Linked DNA regions of Arabidopsis thaliana: region 1 is linked to region 2. A link is a contact called in public capture Hi-C data. All regions are on one chromosome and are shown on one strand. The core of a region is the stretch at or near the end of the contact, and the rest is flanking DNA. Distances in the headings are between cores, read along the strand shown.

The links. Capture Hi-C pulls out chosen DNA fragments and counts their contacts.
Region 1: a contact with region 2 is called in a capture Hi-C map of seedling, with 1.7 times the contacts expected there. The contact joins the promoter of NIR1 here to the promoter of MBR1 in region 2. A contact is called at or near these places in 8 of 26 Hi-C or Micro-C datasets (callus, cotyledon, leaf and 3 more) and 1 of 3 other capture datasets (seedling).

Annotation. Positions count from the first base shown.
Region 1 is chr2:6,808,980-6,811,679 of TAIR10.1, reverse strand. It overlaps NIR1 (nitrite reductase 1), which reads right to left and starts at 1,285. Exons shown (of 4, transcript NM_127123.3): 1 at 753-1,285; 2 at 202-556; 3 at 1-120. The coding sequence starts at 1,128.
Region 2 is chr2:6,771,794-6,774,493 of TAIR10.1, reverse strand. It overlaps MBR1 (RING/U-box superfamily protein), which reads right to left and starts at 1,377. Exons shown (of 9, transcript NM_001202601.1): 1 at 1,331-1,377; 2 at 1,102-1,239; 3 at 530-577; 4 at 1-410. The coding sequence starts at 344. It also overlaps the pseudogene AT2G15520.

The DNA of each region.
Region 1 (2,700 bases), core at 36-2,535, 37 kb before region 2:
ACAAGCAAATTGAATCCAAACCGTCCATCTTTATTAGCAGGCATGTAGGCCAAATCATTGATATGTGGATGCTCATAGAGATCATGAGTCCCCACCACACACACATTCCACTTTCTTGGCCTACAACAAACAAACAAAAACCCATCTTAGCATAACCATTCACTCACCAACACACAACATCAATCTAAAAAGAGAACTCACAAGTTGGTGAAATCGGGGTTTCCTTGTGAATTAGCGGTGATAAACTGCGAAAGGAGATTCGTGTAAGGCCTCGTGTCAACAATCTCCTCCGGATCAATCCCAGCTATAGGATTCCCAACCGGGTTCCTCACGTTATCCATACCACTTTGAAGACTCGTTAAACCAACAGAAGCAAGACCTTTCAAGATCTCAGGCACATCAGGCAACACAACACCACGGATCTGCCAATTCTGTCTAGTAGTCACATCAGCACACCCATCTTCACCATACTTCCTAATCACACTCGCTAAATACCGAGTCTGTGCACTTGTAGTCACACCATTTGGTAACTTCAACCTCATCATAAACTTCCCATCTACAACAACAAAATCAACAACAAGCACTCATAAATCAAAATGTACTAAAGATAAAGAGTAAAGACTAAACCTTTACACAATCTGGTCACCAATTTAATCACAAGTCATTGAAAGAAGCACACATAAGACTAAAGACGAAACCTTTACACAGTTCAATCACAAGTCAATGGAAGAGGATAGAGAGGAGGAACATACACTGATGCTTTCTACGGTGAAAGAGACCAAGCCACTTGAGTCTAACATCAATATCATCTTTAGAAGACTTTTCACTATCAAGCTCTTCCATAGATTTCTTAGCAAGCTCTTCAATACCATTCTCCATAAACAACTTCATGGGCTCTCTCTCGATCTTAACCTTCTCCTGAGGATTGATCCCTTTTCGAAACTTCTCCTTGAGAATAAAAAAACCATCTTTCAACTCAACTCTTGGCTCGAGACGATCTGCGTCAACAGAGGCGGTGGATTCGGCCGGAGCTGTGGTCTGAGCGGCGGCGACAAGGACGGATCTTTTGGGTTTGGTGGAGGAGGAAGGGAGGAGAGGAGATGTGAAAGTGAGAGAGAAAGAAGTCATGATGATGGCGGAAGAAGGAGTTGGGAGAAGGTTGGAGACGTGCGGCCATTTTTGTAGAGGGAAGAGATGAGCTCTTGAGCAATGTAAAGGGTCAAGTTGTTTCTCTTTGATCGTATGTTGCGAGGAGGAAACAGACACCTTCTGATTTCTATTTGTTTTATTCTTTCTAAATTTATTTGAAACTATTTAAATTGTGTTTATTTATACTATATGATTCACTTAGTCTATTGACTTCATTTTTTTGTCATAGAAAATTAATTAAAACTCAAAACAAAACTTAAAATGTTATTTACAAATGTTATGATATGGTAGGATTGTTTGTTTTAATATTTGTACTATAAAAAACTAAAATTAAAAAAAAATATATTAATTCTTCAATGTCGTTTTCAAATACACTCAGAAGACCAACCATTTGGTTGGAAAAAAACTATTTTTATCATATCTGAACAGTCTGTAAAAAATATGACATATTAGTTATTGACACCGACCATACACTTCATTAATAATAAAAGAGATTCGATTTTTGCATGTAGGGAGATAGATTTCATATTAAGTTTGTCACTCCCATACTAAAGAGAAATACTAAAGAGAAACATTGGAAAAAAAATTAGCAGTGATTAGTATGAGATATTTATTTCATAATTTGAATGTTTATAGTATTATTACTTTTTAATTTTTTAATATATTTAAAAAATGATAACTACATACATATATGAATTTCAATGAATAGGATAACATCCAAGTTTCCGCATATTACATACTACAAAAAAATACAACAATTTTCATATTCATACTTTAGTATTCTTAAGTTTTAATCACTACTAATTATGAATTTATGGTAATGTTGCTTAACATATGTTCTTTTCAACTATATTTGTTGATCTTAATCTAACTCTGTTTTTTTTTTAAATGGTTTCCTCTTGAGATGTTAATTTTTGGTTTAGTGCGTGTTTGGAAAAAAGGTTTATTAGAGAAGATTCAAGGTTGATGTGGTCATTAGGGATTTTATAGATATCATTTTTCACAAAATATAATAAGGTAAAAAAGGTTGATGTGCTCATTAGGGATTTTATAGGTATCATTTTTCACAAAATATCATAAGGTAAAAATATCTTGATTAAACAACTAAGACAAGTTGTGTAGCATTTAGTCGTGTGCAATTATGAATGGACTACTTTAAATAAAATAAATGTAAATATTAATAATATGTTATCAGAGCCATAGGTGTTCTTTAGCGTTATTCTAGAGACATGAATCAAACTACCTGCAGGTTCAAACATCATCGCAAGTCGCAACGTCTTCTTTCTTGTCCACACCAAAACGTTAGCATTGTCTTTTTTTTTCTAATTTATATTTCTTTTCTATAGATTATTCGCACAATCGTTTTCAACTTATATGTATCATCTTCCTGCAATTTAGTATACATCGAGGTGACAACATTATGTTTGGTTATTAAAATTCATATATTGTCATTTTTAATTATATAAAAAATTAACAAAATTTATACTATAAACATTCAAATTATGAACTAAATATCTCATATTAATCACTGCTATTTTTTATGTTTATATG
Region 2 (2,700 bases), core at 128-2,627:
AGACCTGTTTGCCTTCCCTCAGATCCATAGCCAACAAAGTGGTGAGTACCATCTTGAGGCAGCTGGTGACTTGTCTTTATTCCAATGGAATTGACCTGATCAGAAGGACCTGGTATGGAGCTGGATTCCCCAAACCTCCACCAGGTATGATCTTGAGCAGCATGAGAACTCGAACTTGCATAAGTTGGTCGTCCTGAAGGTGTACTATTGTTTGGAAATCCAGTGTCTGCTGGATTCAACATGGTATTCAAAGACGTCTCTGTGCAATAAATCGATTCACCATCTACTTGATTCACTTCAGTAGACGAACCACCAATACTGCGTGGCCCTTGCATTGGATTCATACCTTAAACTAGAACACAAGGACTCTCCAGTAAATAGAACAAAAGTTAAAAGAACTTTGAGGAGACCTAGAGTCACACAAACAGAAACAAACAAGAAAATAAATATGCATAAGAAATCCATGAATGAGGGAAAATTAAAAAACTGAAATAAGCGCACCCTATTTACCATTACGATCACCACATACCAGCCAGCAATCTAGCTTCAGGCTACACTCATGCTCCAACTATAGCTTCTGCATTATGTTTCCAATTGATACCACAAAAAGGCAAGATCAGAAACTTTCACTAATAAATGTCAAATTATCTATCATATATCAAAAACATCATTCCTATGTAATCAAAAGTTTCTTGCATAACTGAAATAAGTATAAATCATGAATTTCACAGTGTGAGTGTAGCAATTGAGCAAGTAAGTACCAAAACCTTGTCAAACTAGTGTAATAACTAACATATAAGCAAGTAACAAACTACCACTTGTAAACTTCATCAATGGATTCTTTAACATAGAATCCATTCAAAAGATGAAAGTACAGAGAAAACAAGGTACATGTTACATAAAGCTATGCTAATTTTTAACACAACAGAGAGTAAATATTGTCAAAACTTCTTCTACTTCATGAAACCAAAACAACTAAACTAGCATTGAGAACAAAGACCATGCGGTTCTAATATACTTAATTACCTAATCACAAAGGAACACTGAATAGCACATTTTCTGATTGCAATACCAAGTTACCAACCAAATCAAGTTACTTACATAAGCAATCAAATCCAAACAATCCGATGCCAAATTAGAAAATTTCGCAATCTTTGAGATGAGAAACCTAAAGTGGGTCAATCCCGATCCGTCTAGCTATTGCAATGCAACGAATCACGAACCAAATTTCACAACGATCTGAACAATGAACACAGATTAAAGACACATAGTGGTAACAAAAAAAAAAAAAAAAAGGTGAAATTTTTTATAAGATTGAGACAAATGGTACCTTCAAAATCCCTAAAGAATCAAATGGGTCTCATAAAAAGTTGAAATTGAAATCAAATTCATAAACTTTTTGGTAGTTTCAATTTCTGGGTGTGGTGTGGTATCCTCTCCTCTGCACGATTCTTAGGTTTTAGTCTCTTTTTCGATTATCACAACAAAGAAAAAAAATGCAAACTTTTTTATCAGAAAGAAGAAGAGGAATGAAAATTTGGTAATCAGAAGAAGAAGCACATAAGCAATGGATGAGGGAGAAGAAGAGAAGATTCAGAGACGTACAGATTTCATGTGACAAAATGTTAGTTATGTAATGAAAATTTGGAAAGATATGACTTTTTTTTTTTCTTTTGGAAATTAATAGAATAAAAGTTTGGTGCTAAATAATCTTCTCTGACAATTTTATTTAAGTGTTAGATTTTGCAGGACGTCACTTGTCTTAGTGGTGGTCTTGGTGCTGTCCTTTAGGCTCTAGCTATGGTAATAACTTCATACTAAAGACAACTGTCACCGTAAGAATAATTTGAGATTTTTCAATTGAGATGTTTAGACTTCTTTAACTTCATAATTACCAATTTTCAATAACTGTATATCATGTCGTTAGCAGTTGACGTCGAAGTATCCAATCCTAACAAGTGATTATTTTTTAGAAATCTATCTTTTGGGCTTAGAACCCTCTTTCTCTTTTAGTGTCTTTCACTAGGTTTAAAATAAAGCTTTTGACCGGAAACCATCTTTCTTTTCAGCCGAAATTAACTATTCTAACCCTTCGTGTTCATTATCATATCCTCTCAGCCATGCTCTACTGCTTTCGTTTTCTCAGATCTGGGTTCCATATCTCTGTTTTTTCTGAAGAAGTTGGTGGAGTTAGTTCAGCTCGATAGTCTTAGTTCTACGGTGTCTGTTTTCCTCTTAGCTTGAAGATGTCATCCGCCATGGATAGGGCATTGATGGAGATGTCGTTGGAAGAAAAGGAAGAACCGTTTGAAATGCCAGATCTTCCTGAGTATCTGTCTAGTGAGAGAAACAAATTCAGTCTCATTGGAAGGGTCCTGAACCCGGCTTGTCAACCGATGAAGAATCTCTTAAGAAATATGCCAAGGAAGTGGCAGAAAGAAGGAAAGGTCAAAGGAATAGCTCTCAATAATGAGAGATTCCAGTTCATTTTCGACTCTGAACATGATTTAGAGGAAGTGCTAGCGAAAGGAGTTCATACCTTCAATGATTGGTCAATCGTGGTAGATAGGTGGTATGAAAATCCTCCGGATGACTATCTTCGTTACATGCTACTGTGGGTTCAAATTTGGAATATCCCAGTCAATTACAACACGGCCAAGGCGATCACTAAGCTGGGTGATCTCATTGGTGAAGTTAAAG